2 separate regions of the Rattus norvegicus genome follow, and region 1 is linked to region 2. The links are chromatin contacts, called in public Hi-C maps. All regions are on one chromosome and are shown on one strand. The core of a region is the stretch at or near the end of the contact, and the rest is flanking DNA. Distances in the headings are between cores, read along the strand shown.

Evidence for each region. Hi-C and Micro-C count contacts between places; a contact is called where the count stands out from the background.
Region 1: a Hi-C map of frontal cortex shows a contact between it and region 2, with 1.6 times the contacts expected there. The contact joins the promoter of Nap1l1 here to the promoter of Osbpl8 in region 2. A contact is called at or near these places in 2 of 12 Hi-C or Micro-C datasets (frontal cortex and mammary epithelial cells).

The regions. Positions count from the first base shown.
Region 1 is chr7:48,816,481-48,823,133 of GRCr8, reverse strand. It overlaps Nap1l1 (nucleosome assembly protein 1-like 1), which reads right to left and starts at 3,585. Exons shown (of 15, transcript NM_053561.2): 1 at 3,441-3,585.
Region 2 is chr7:48,480,212-48,487,271 of GRCr8, reverse strand. It overlaps Osbpl8 (oxysterol binding protein-like 8), which reads right to left and starts at 4,013. Exons shown (of 24, transcript NM_001309455.2): 1 at 3,920-4,013.

The sequences.
Region 1 (6,653 bases), core at 2,336-4,835, 340 kb before region 2:
ACCTTTCTTTCTCCCAGACCTCATTCCATCCCAAGACTTTCAGATGTTGACTGTTCTTTTGGAACAGTCTCCTTAATTCGGGGCTCAGCACCAAACATGGCTCCAATTCAAGCCTAAACAGCACTGTTTTAAACACTCACTATCCATTCTAGTGATAGCAAATCAAGTCACAACTGGCCAGGTATTAAACTCCCAAGCAAAATGACTACCTGAGACCACCACCTTCCATGTAAAAAAGAACCCAACAGCAAATGTACACATAGAAAGGACTAGCTACCTTCACTCACTAGTAACGATTTGTCCATATGCAAGTATGTGTCACAGGTAGCTCAGACATGCACTAAGGCTCTTAAGCAGCCACTACTGAATTACAATGCAGGCAAACTCCATATTGAAACAAAACCACCTAACTACACTGTAGCTTCTCCGCACAGCAAATCCCAGGACAGTGCTTTTAAATTTCACACCGATGTCCAGCACTTCAAGTCAGACACCATCTTTTAAAACTCAATATAAGGGGTTAGAGAGATTGCTTAATGTTCAAGAACCCTTGTTTTCCCTGCACAACCTGAAGCCGACTCACTTGGCAGCTCACAACTGTCGGAAACTCCAATCTGAGAGGATAACACCTCTTCTAAGTTTTACAAGTACCAAGCATGCACATGGTACAGACACGTAGGTAACACCCTCATACACAAAATGAAGCTTTAAAATTTAAAATCAACCTGTATATCTTCACTGCAAAAACCCAGTAACCCTAAATAAGCTTTTTACCACGCCAGACCTGTTTTCTACTTAAAATGTTAATACTACTACCTAAGCTCTATACAGTGAGACAACTTCAAACCTTTTTTTTTTTCTTTTCTTTTTTTTCGGAGCTGGGGACCGAACCCAGGGCCTCGCGCTTCCTAGGCAAGCGCTCTACCACTGAGCTAAATCCCCAACCCCTGAGACAACTTCAAAAAGAAAGAAAAGTTAATGCTATCTGACAGCATTGAATAAATGATCCATGTGGAATTTAAATAATGCCATGCCTTTAATCTCAGCACTTCAGAGCCAGGAGAATCTCTGAATTCAAGGGCAGTCTTGTCTGTACACAGTTTCAGGACAGTAGAGCTACATTAGAAAACCTGTCATAAAGCCTCAGTAATCTGTTCCCCTGTAGTATCATCCTTAAAAAAATTGTTTTGTAACTTTGTTTTGCTTACATTTGTGTCTGTATACCATGTGGGTGTTGGATGCCCTAGGACCAGAGTTTCAATTGTGAGCTGCCATGTGGGTGCTGGGAATTGAACCCAAGTCCTCTGGAAGAACCGTCAGTGAGTGCTCTTAAGCCAGCTCTCCAGCCCCTGCAATATTAATAAGCTACAGCTCCTTTTCCACTTTAAAAACAAATAACAATGTGAAACTTTGGAATATAAAAAAGTCCAAATTGTACAGGTTTACCAATGAGGTTACCAATCTTGCTAACCCAAGATGTAGTGGTTCCTTCCTGTCAACCCAGTAACATGGTCCAGTGGTCTCAAAGGATGTGTAAGGCAGCCACTCCCATGACCTTACCTCTAGCACGTACAAAAACTTGCTACTTGAATTAAACTAGGTTGAATTGAATTTAACCAATTCAACAGTTTTTCTGTAAAGCAAACCATAATTACCTTACCCTTTTCCAACTTTCCTCCCAATCCTCACAGGTTAACACTTCATACCCAGACAAATCACTTATCTGCTCATGGTATGAGATACAGATCAGAAAAGGCTTAGTTTTAGAATGATCACACGTATTCCTATAAAATAAGATTCTTTAATCCTTTGAGAACTTTAACTGAACAAAATAAGCAATGTATTTTGACATCATCAAATTCTTTTTTAGTCCCTTTCCAGTATTTATTGGTTTAGGTCACCTGAAGCCAACACAAGCAAGGAAATAAGGAGATAAACTATAGAATTTTAGACACATTGGCTTTGCCAAGAGTGTTATTTTTAATCTGATGAAAGGACAAGTGAGGTGCCACAATCAGTATTAAAGTATTGTCAATTATAGGGCCAAAGATAAAAACAAAAAAAGAACAGATTTTTTGCAACAGATAAGTCTAACAAAACTTTTCTTGCTGATGTCACGGGTCTTTAACTTCTATTTAATAATCTAAACGCTGACTTGAAAAGAACATGTATTAAGTCAAGATTTTATGACAGATGTCTAAGTCCTTACTAATGCTAAATTAAATCCCTCCAATCCAGACTTAGAATTAAAGTAGTCGTACAGTTTAGATCTGGGATGTATGCTTCAACAGAAAACAAGTTTGAGAAATAAGAATTCCCCAAGACCACTAACACCCCCCCACGCTTACTTGTAGTTTTAAAATAAATTAAATTTTAGGTACTCCCCTAACTCAAAGTATTCTTTGGATATTAAGTTTGAAAAGATGTTTTGATGGCATCTACTTTCAAAATTAGCAAACTTTATGTTGGCTCTCCTGAAATTAGAAGTGTTGGGAGTCAGGAGACAGCCTGGGTGCCTGAGGCATCCTTTGAATCTGAGAAGTCCTGCCCTCCAGACAGGACCCGTCTCCACCCTCTCTTCAAAGCCACTCCAGAGAGCTTTATAGAAATGTGGCGCACTGAGCTTGGTCTCGCGGCCCTTCCACTCCATTCCTAGTTTGAATCCTGGGGGCTTCCTGAAAGGAAGAACTACGCTGTTGGTCTAATAAACCACCCCCCCCCCAACAAGCCAGCCCTTCTCATTTTCGTCTCAGAACCATCTGGAGGTTTAAGGAGACTAGGATCAAATCTTTCCACAAATATACCCCGGCCGCGGGACCCATCGAAGTTCTAACTGTACCTGTGAGACACAAAACAATTCTTTTGTTAAAAAAAAAAAATAGCTAAGCTGAACGCTTTGCACGTGTTAACCCCTTAGAACCCTGGCGGTGGAGGCTGCTCGTCCCTCCATCCTCCCATCCGCTAGCACATTTTCCTCCAGGAAGACCGAGGGAGCCAGTGAGACCGTCTGGGGGGCTGGTACTCCTGGCGACCCCTCCTCCAACTCCAAGGGAGGTCGGGTGGGCCCCCGCAGGGGTCTCCGGCCGCCTGTGGCGTGGTCCCCACGTGCCCGAGCTCCTCCGCGCGGAGGCCGCGGCCTGCGCAGCCCCTCCCTGCGGGCGGAACTCGCGGCCACCGTTCCTTCCATGTCCCCCATCCCCGCGGCCTGCCTCGCCGGGATCCCCTCGTGGTGGGGTACACCGAGGCCGAGGAGGCCGGGGCGCCCCGCGGCGTGGCCTCCTCCTCCGCTCTCCCGCGGCCTCGCCGTCCCGCGCGCCCCGCAGCCGCCGGCGCTCCTCCGGGTCCCTCAGGCCGCACTGCCCCTCGGGAGCGCTTACCCACGGCCTCAGCCCAACACCTCGCAGGCCCCGCTCCCCGGCCATCCCAGTCCCAGCCGTTACCGTTCCAGGAGGCTCGGACGCGGAGCCGAGCGGCCGGAGCTGCGCAGGCAGTGACTCAGGGCGGCGGCGGCGGCGGCGGCGGCGGCGGCGGCGGCGGCGGCGGGAGGAGCGGGAGGCGGCGCCGCGAGCAGATGGCGCTAAAAAAGACCCGAGAGCCCGCGGCTCGCGCTCATATACAATTAGCGTCAGCACGTAGGGCTGCTCCGCCGCCCTCCCCCTGGCCTCGGCGTTGCTTAGCAACGGGAGCGGGAGGCGGGCCTGGGCCTTGTTGCCTGGTAACAGAGCCGTCTTTCTTCCCCGGCTCCTTAGGCTTCCCGCCAGAGGCGGTCTTCTGCTCCCCACCTCTTCTTCCCTCCCAGCTAGGGTGGAATCCCAATCTCACTGCAGCGACGCTTACGTCCCGCCTCTGGCTCTCCTTGCCCTTGGGTTAGGGACAGAAGCCTAGTATTAGGCTTGCAGTTGCCTGGCTGGGATTCCCATCCGCATCCAGGCCTAATCCCCGCACTCCTTTCTCCCTCCTCTCTGAAACCATTTTCCCACCCTGGCTAAGAACCACAGCTCTTTCCTTGTGACCACTGCAGCGGTGTCTCTACAACTTTCAGGGTGTTCCACATCATGTTTACTTGATATGCAACCCTTCGTTTCTGCGTTAGCTCATTTGAATGGAAGCAAAGAACTATTTTGCGTATTCTTACAGCTTTGTAATGGAAATGATCAGCGCGTCAATTTTTCATCTTCCTGAAAAAAGTTAACCAACCCTTAAGCTTATGAAATCTTGCAGCTATTTTTCAGTTGACTTCGAATCACCTGTTCTGTTAAACCTTTTGTCTTTGGTGCTTTGGGGTTTTGTTTTGTTAAGCAGGACCACACTGTGAAGCCCAGGCAGGTATTGAATTTTAAGTCTTTGGGTATGTGCCACAACGCAGAGATCTACAAATAAGACAGCTATGCTCCAAGTGTGGTCTGGCCTTCCACATACCCTTTATGGTGGAAGGTTAATCTGTCTATAATACTAAGGCGCTGTCTACGTTTTACATTCCCATTCTCCCACAAGCCTACACTGGAGTCTTTCAGACACATTACACATCGTAGGATAGGGCAACATTGGAAATAAAAACAGACAGACAGGAGAATCTGGTTATCTGTTGTGAAATCGGGCATGGAAGAACTTGGTAAAAAGTAATATGTGCATATAAAAGGCTGCGTGCTATTCTTATTTTAGGGAAAGAATAACTACTCTGAGGTTTTTGGATGCAGCTCACTTGGTAAAGAGCGCCTGCCTAAGATGCATGAAGCCCCCAGGTTCAAACCGTGGCATCACATAACCCACGAATGGCCTCACTTGCTGGAGTTGCAGCCCTACAGAGCTGGAGGCACAAGGATAAGTAATTTAGGTTCATAGACATAGGTTCCAGGACAGCATGGAATACTTAAGGCTCTATAGCAAAAAAAAAAAAAAGTCACTGTTAATTTCCAACAAGATAACTATCAGTATCTGGAATGCACACAAAGTTCTCTGGGGGAAAGAGGAGTGTGGTGTGTCACACACCAGTAGTTAAGCCAGAACTCTTCAGATAAATACCAGAGGATTTTGAATTCTAGTGTGGCCTGCCTACATAGGGAGACACTATCTTAAAGCTAAACAAAGCTTTGGGAATCTTCAGGCTTCTTTTGGTTTTTTGTTTTTGTTTGTTTTCTAAAAAAAAGGAAAGGTCCTAGGACATCTAAATATTAATTTCCTTGAAACTTCAAAGTGCCTGTAATCCTATTAGTTGTCCTCAGGAACATTAACCAATGCATGAAGCCGTTTACCAAAATCCTAAAACAGAACAAAAACAAAACAAAACAAAACAAAAAAAACACCAACAAAAAACAAACTCATTTATTATGGTATGTGTGTACCCTTGAGTGTATGCTCACCCACTAAGTATGTTAGTGTCCAGGCAGGAGGACAACTTGGTGTCAGCTGTCTCCTGCTACGTTGTCCCAGGGGTCTAACTGAGGTCATCAGGCTTGGTGCTACGCACCATGGGCTCGAACTTTTTCCTTTGGTACTCTCGAACCTTAGTACAGTTAGACTATTTTTCTAGCTCTCTATATATGCTTCAGTGTGCTCCCTTGTTTGGGTGCTTCAGAGGTGAGTCTTTGGGACTGAAAAATGGTGTATTCTTATTATATCCATAAAGTGGATGAACAAACGGTGAGTTCACACTGATCAAAGTCCTGTCTCAGGGCACAGTCCATTGGAGGCAAAGCCAGACTCCCTGTGCAGGTAACCCAGCATCAGAGCCTAAACAGAGTCTCTCCAGTTAACTGCATGGATGTAGTTCTGTGGCTTTAAGAATTCCCTTCCAGAGAGACAGGTGTGCAAGCAACCAGTTCTACCCTGCAGTGTGAGTACTTCCCGTGTGGAAGAAGACCTAGGGTGAGACTACAGGATCCACACTGAAAACAATCTCAAGAGAGAAGAATGCTTTGTGACATTAAGACCCACAGTGTTCTTGGCAAAATGGCAGCCATATGGAATAATGCACATAAAGTTCTCTGGGTGCGGTGTCACACACACCAGTTAAACCAGAACTCTGGAGATAAACACAGGAGGATTTTGTTGTTGTTTTTTTTTGTTGTTTTGTTTTGTTTTGTTTTGTTTTTTCGGAGCTGAGGACCGAACCCAGGGCCTTGCGCTTGCTGGGCAAGCGCTCTACCACTGAGCTAAATCCCCAACCCCACAGGAGGATTTTGAACTTTACTCCAGCCTGGCTTCGTAGCGAGACCCTATTGTAAAGCTAAACAAAGCTTTTGGAATCTTCAGGTGTTTTTTTTTTAAAGGAAAGATCCTGAGACATCTAAGTATTAATTTCCCTGAAACATCAAAATGTCTGTAATTAGCATGAGTCAAGTTGTTTAAGGTCATATGGGGAATCTAGGATCGAATCTAGAACTGTTCAAATGATCACCTCCTGTTTGCCAAGGTATAGAGTTCACGTTTAGGATAACACTCAAGCCTAGGTAGGCATCATGAGATGAGCTGTGTGGCAGCTTGTGTCAACATGACAGGACCGAGAAGAAAAGCCTGGCTGTGCCTGTGAGGAAGTCTCTAACTTGTGCTCATTGAAGTGGGAAGTCCCCCTTTTGTGTTGGTGGCATCAGTGCACAGGCTGTCTCGACCTGAATAGAAAAGAGAACGCAAGCAGAGTGTCAACATGAGCTGCC
Region 2 (7,060 bases), core at 2,764-5,263:
TCCACCTGTAGACAAGGCTGGACTTGAAGTTAGGCTTGCCTCTGCCTCCCGAATGCTGGGGTTAAACACATGTGCCACCCATCCTCACTGTATTTTCACTTTTTTTTTTAAACAAAGCATGCAGATTTTCTTATCTTAGGGGAGGTAAGTACTGGGATGGGAGAAGAAAAGTTCTTCCAAATGCAACAGAACATAAAAGCAATTGTGCTTATTGTGACATTGTTTAACATTTGTTTTGTTAACTGAAACTTGACTGCTTTGTTTGGTAAGCTACATCCCTTCCCAACACAATTTTTTACCTCCTTTTCTCTTTTCTTCTTTTTTGTTTTTGCCTTGAACTCAGAGATTCATCTGCCTCTGACTCCAAGTGCTGGGTGGGATTAAAGACTTACACTGTCACCATGCAGTTCCCTCTACTTTAAGCTAGCTGCCCAGGCTGCTCTCTGGTTCTGCATGTATTCATTATTTTATAGGGAATGGGTCACAGAGGCTGTGTATGGCTATCAGAGGACAACTTAAAGGAGCTGCTGGTCTCCTGCCACCAGAAATCTAACTCAAAATGCCAGGTCATGAGGCTTGGTGACAAAGCCATCCTGTCAGCATGTTACGGCTGATCTTGAAGTCACTCTACAGATCGAGTAGGCTTTGACCTTGTGATCCCCTTATCTCAGACTCCCAAATAGCTGGGGTACAGGCCTGTATCACCAGGTCTAATTTTGGTTCATTCTGTCTTACACACGCTCTGAATATACCAGGTTACCTTTAACTACATGACCTCCACCAAAGCCTATCATAAAAATCCCCTTCTTCAAGAAGGTTCCCAGATTACACGGCTCCTTCCCTTCATCACCTCACTTTGAGTGTCATTAGCACACACTCCACTTGTTCTCCAGTCAGTGGGTAGAACTACAGTAACTTATGAACAGCATGGATGGTTGCTATTTTAGAGAGTTGTCACTGACTGCATTTTGCTTATTAGTTTCCTAGAACTATAACACAGGTAAACTTAGAAGTGTAAGTTCCAGGTGAAGGACCTCTTCCTTATGAGGTGTCAGATTCACAACATGTTTCAAGAACAAAGCTCCCTATGATTGTGTCTTCTAGAGTCTATCTGACTGCATGCTTTTATGAGAATATGCAGTACAGACTAAGGTAGAAGGATAAACCTAAAACCTCAGTTAGTATATACTGCCAGGAAATCTGCACATAGCTCACTTACTTACCTAGGGCACCATGCACAGGAAACCTACTTCACCACAATGCTGCAATTAAGTACTTCTCACCATCTCCTTGCACTTGGACATCTACATTCAACGGTTCTCCAACAAGGGATATGTGTGTGTGGGGTGTGTGTGTGTGTGTGTGTGTGTGTGTGTGTGTGTGTTTGTGTAGAGAGAGAGAAGATCTCAAGGCTAGCTGTAAACTCAAGGTAACCCTTCTTCTTCTACCTCCCAAGAGCACCAGCAAACACCACACCCAGTATCTCAGAAGCTCTTGCTGTTCTTATGGCTCATTTATAAGAATAAGATATGATCTTATCATATACTTTTGATTGCCTGGCATCCCAAGATTATTGTTATTCATGTTTACAACTTTGGATATAAGAATATCAAAATATGACACTATGAGTACTGTTGTAGGGTTACAAAACCTCTAAATATCAATTCTTTGTCTAAGTTATCTATCGTTGATGGATTAGTAATTACCCAACCAGGTTGAAACATACTAAAACCACCCAATGTTAAACTAAAACCTTGCAATTTGTCCTTTAAAAACAATGATCTTGGGGCTGGGGATTTAGCTCAGTGGTAGAGCGCTTACCTAGGAAGCGCAAGGCCCTGGGTTCGGTCCCCAGCTCCAAAAAAAAAAGAACCAAAAAAAAAAAAAAAAAAAAGATCTTTGTGTAATGGCACATTCTATAAGAAAATGTCATTTCAAAGGACTGCAAAGCTATCTCCAAAGTATATTCTTAACTCTCAATTCAAAAATGAATTCAGAAGCAAAAACCATTTTACCAAATATCTAAATCCTATGAATGTGTTAAGAAATGTTTCCTGAGGAGTTGGGGATTTAGCTCAGTGGTAGAGCGCTTGCCTAGCAACTGCAAGGCCCTGGGTTCGGTCCCCAGCTCCGAAAAAAAAAAAGAACCAAGAAATGTTTCCCAACTCCAAAAATGTAACAAAAGCCAGGCACAGTGGAATACATGTGACAGCCAGGAGGCTGAGGCAGGAGTATTCTGCCAAGTTCCAAGGCCAGTCTTAGCTACATGATGAACACCATCACTAGGCAGGTAACACAGCAAAACCCTATCTGAGAAAACAAAAGCAAGCAAATAAAAATTACAATTCTCAATGAAAAGACCATTTGCACAAATCAGACATGATCACAACAGTAATGATCGCAACTCAGTGCAAGAGGCAAGCCACGTCCAGTTTTAATTAAGCAAGCATTTCTAGGCACCTCTGTTGATCTTTGTGGCTCAAACTGTTCACATGGAATTTGACCGCAACAACTTAATCTCCATAATTAAAGAGCTTTAGGAAGGTCTTAAATTCCATCTATTCCCTTTGCTAACACTTTGAACAAGCGCACTGCAGTCGTTCTTGCTACAGAGAAAGATTGCATCCTTGCTATCATAAGAAAGAGTAACATGTTTGAAATTAGTTGGACTTTTAATAGAGTGCATTTTAAATTGCATGGCCTTTCCCTTCCTTCTCCAACCTGTTTTTATAAAACTAGCATTTTAATAATCTCACTACAAAACAGGTTCTAGCAAGCAAAGTGACTGATTCCAGTCTCTCAGCATGCTCGAATTTAGATGAAACCCCAAGGGAAGAGAAAGAAAAAGCGTAACAAGCAGTTTACCTATACCTCAATTGTTCTTTGGAATCCTTCAAGAGGCAAAAACAAGCTTTAAATGGTTATCTTGAAAGACCTATAGTTGCACTAATTTGGGGCTGCACTAATGTAAGGCTGTTTACAGTGAGATTACTTTTAAGAAAGCCCTGCTATACCCAAGGTATTCTAAATACTACTGTTACTTAAGTCTTCCAGCAGCAAAAAGGCAAAAAACTTCATTAAGTTATTGAAAGCAGATATGCTATCATCAGATAAGTTTTCCCATCTGTTTAGAGAGGAACCCAAGTTACTTCTTATTTCAGACGGCATTTAGTTAAAATGAAATTAGGTTATGTTTCACAACGCAGATGTCGCTCACAAAGAAGTGTTAAATGACTTTAGTGAATGGAAAATCTGCATCTACTGTTGCTTCGCATCAGCCGGTCTTGAGTGGGTTGCTCAATGAAGCAAAAGCATGCTCCATATGAAACTCCCTGGAACCTGATTACATTCTCCACAGTGTAGCAGCAAACAAAAACGTAAAAGTGCAGCGAAGACACCGCCTTTTCTCCAGTGTGGCAAGAAGGCCGTCCAAGCTGAGGTTTAAGGAACACCGCGACAGTCTCTGCAAAGGCGGGTGCGGTCTGCCTGCGCGCGGCACAACCTCTTCAGGGTCTGTCACAGGAAAACCCCAAGCCTTGCCTTAACCGCCCCGAGCGACAAAGCGATAGGTTTTCAACCCCTGCGCGGGGGCTTCCGGCGAGCCCCGGCGTAGCCCTGTCAAACTTCAGGAGGGGCAGACTCTCGGGACCCGGAACGCCGAGCCGCCCCCGCCCCCATCCCAGGTCCCTGCTGGGCACTGTACCGCTGCAGACGCACCTACCGCGGGCCCCAAAAACACGCCACCCCCGCCAGCCCTGCCAATCTCCCTCTCTAAAGGGACAAAGGCAGGAGAGGAACTCGCTGCGCGGGGTGCCCAGGAGTGCCCACGGCCCGAGCTCGGAACGTAGGACTGAGGGACTACAGTCACCCCAAAGGCACGACTCCGCTGCCCCCCAACGCCGGACTGAGTGCCACTCACCGATGCGGAGCCCCAAAGGAGGCGGCCCGCAGGCAGCAGGCTTCAACGGGATCACAGTGACGCCGGAATCCGGGGCCCTAGTGTCCGCTGGGACCCCCCAACTTCTCTCGGTCCCAGTCACGGCGGTAACTGCGAGCCAGCCCGATGGAGGGCACAGTCTAGCCGCGGTGGGGGCTCGGCCCGGAGCAACGAGAGAACTCCGACCCCTTCGCCCGCGGGCCAGGGCGGAACCCCTTCCTTCCCTACCGCTACCGCTCTCGGCGGTGGCCGAGTCGAGCGCTGCTGCCGCCCCGGCTGGCTGCCGCTGCCACTGCCGCTACCACCGCCGCCCAGCTGAGAGCGCGTCGCAGCAGAATGCTGTCATCCACCCTGACACCGCCTTTCTGGGCGCCGCGAGCCGCCACGAGCCTTCACATCCCAAAGCCCGCCCCTCTCGCAGCCCCGCCTCCGGCCCAGGGCTCTGGCTACGCCTCCTTCCCGTCACGTGACGCCGCAGGGAGCGGGCCCGGGTAGCTTCTGCTGGGCGGGCGCGCGGAGGAAACTGCTGGCAGCTCGTCGTGCTGGCGAGCTGTCACCTCGCCTCCGCGCCCTCGAGGTTCCTCCTCAGGAACCCCTGAGGTAGAGAGCCGCCCGCCCGCCCGCGGGTCCCCTGAGGTGAGGCCTTGTGGAAGGTGGGACCCCGGCCTACATCACCTGAGGAGGCCGCAAAGCGCTCACTGGGCAGGACCCGCCTCCCGACCTCCGGCCGGGTCCACTTCCAGCCCAACAGCCTAGAGGAGGCTGCGAGTAGCAATTCCGGCTGGAGGAGCAGTCTGGAGCAGCTGCTGCCTATTTCCAATGGCACGCTCACTGTGGTGTCTAATTTGCTGTTGGCCTCACAGGAGGTTTGCAATGTGGTTTTCAGTCACACTGGGATGCGAAGAACCTAGCAGGCTTTTGGGTTGGTTTTTTTTTTTTTTTTAAACATTCGTAGTCACGTTCAGAGTCCTCGGTGCCAGCTTTTACAGTCATTAGGTTTTACAGTGAAGTTGGTGACAGTTTGAACAACGTGGCAGTTTGATAGTACCTCTCAATTTGAAAATAGAGCCCAGTTTAACTCTTCATTTTGATGTTTTGGTTTTTGTTTTTGTTTTGTGTGTGTGTGTGTGTGTGTGTGTGTGTGTGTGTGTGTGTGTGTTTAGTACCTCAACACTTGGTGTTTTTTTTTTTAACCCTCGACCCCAGGAACCCCTCCCCATCCTGTTGAGAGGAAAGGAGAATTCATCACTGGAAGAAAGCCAGTTACAATACAGAAGAAGAGAAAAGCTACTAGGACTGAGTGCCTCTAACAAGGCTGTTTTGTGTGATAAAAATTCAATTCCTTATTCGATTATCCTTCTACTCTGGAACCGAGTTTGTTTTTTCTTTTTTAACTTTACACAATTTCCATTACATTTCTTGACAGGAAATCAGATGACATTCGGATCATCCAGATACTTAAATAGGCCACAGGATTCTGCCTATTACTGATGTACTTCATAGCAGCTCTAAAAAAAAACTGCAGACGTGGCCATTATGTTGCCCACAGAAAGAGCAACTTACTGCCCAGTTAAATTATGCCAGGCCACTGATCTTTAAGACACATCTTGATGCAGATATGTTAACATTTGAAGAACAATTAGATTTTCTCATGAAGGACTGTTCCAATGAGGGAAAGATTCCAAAACGTTCTTCTGTTAAGAAACCTAGGGACCCGAATGGAGGAGTTAGGGGAAGGACTAAAGGAACTGAAGGGGCCTTATCCGGCATTAATGGGAGGGGAGGCCCCTGGTCCTGTGAAGGCTTGATGCCCGGGTGTAGAGGAAATTATATTTGTGTTTCATATAAGCATAAGGGAAGTTTACTGTTTTGTGGTTCAGTTGGTTTTCTTCCTTGTTTTGGTTTTTCGAAACAGGGTTTCTCTGTGTAACCCTAGATGTCTTGAAACTTGCTTTGTAGACCAGGCTGGCCTCAAACTCACAGACAGCTGCCTGACTCTACTTCCTCAGTGCTGAGGCTGTGCAAGGCAGGAAACTTACTGTTATGTGATGATGGTAACATTCCAGTTTAGCAGCTGATCGAAACTTGTCACTTACCTGAAGCAACGTTCTTTTTATCCTGACTAACAAAAGCCAGTTTCGTTTTTTAATGAATTCAGTTTTAATGGACTACAATCTAAAAGATAAGAATGCGTAACATCTAAACCAAGCAAAAATTAGTTTGTGGGAGGCTGGAGAGATGAGCTCATCAGTTAAGAGTACTTGTTGTTCTTGCAAATCCTTGTTTCTCTTCCTAGCACCCACTCGGTAGCTGGTGGTTCCAGGGAGTCCCACCCCTTCTGACCACCTCAGGCACAGGGCATGCACGTGCACGCAAAACTCCCATACACGTAAAATCTTTTTTAAAAGTTACTTTGTGGGGCTGGGGATTTAGCTCAGTGGTAGAGCGCTTACCTAGGAAGCGCAAGGCCCTGGGTTCGGTCCCCAGCTCCGGAAAAAAAAAAAGAACCAAAAAAAAAAGTTACTTTGTGACTAGCCGGCCATAGTAGCCCATCTCTGTAGAATCCAGAGCCAGACTGTTCTTTCTACAGAGCAAGTTCCAGGACTACAGAGACTCCTAAAGAGAGACCCTGTATTTAAAAATAAATAATCAGGGTAAAAATGTGTCCCCTGTTGTTATTTAAATTGTATTTCTTACTGTGACTTGCAGTCAAATATATTTAAACAATGTTTCTAAAATACTAGATAACAAGAAAAATATATCTTCTTGGCTGCGTGGCTGTTTCCTTTGCTTTTACCCTGAGAATTAAAACCAAAGATTGCAACAAAGGAGGCAAATTGCCTTGCATAATTCTCTTCTGCCTCAGCCCCAATTTCTTCAATTGGCCTTTGAAAATCTGACCATTTGTGCACTGGAAAATGGGGTATGAGAAATAAGGAGACCTACATTAGAGACGTAGTTAATTAGATGTGTGTTTAGATAAATTACTCTGCATTGCCAGTTGTGATAAGAGCGAGGCTTTGGACTACATACTGATTACGGAGTGGTATCTTTTCTCCCCCAGTAGATGATGCTCCCCTGAGAAACAAGCTGTCAGTATACAGATTATGCAGATTCCTGACA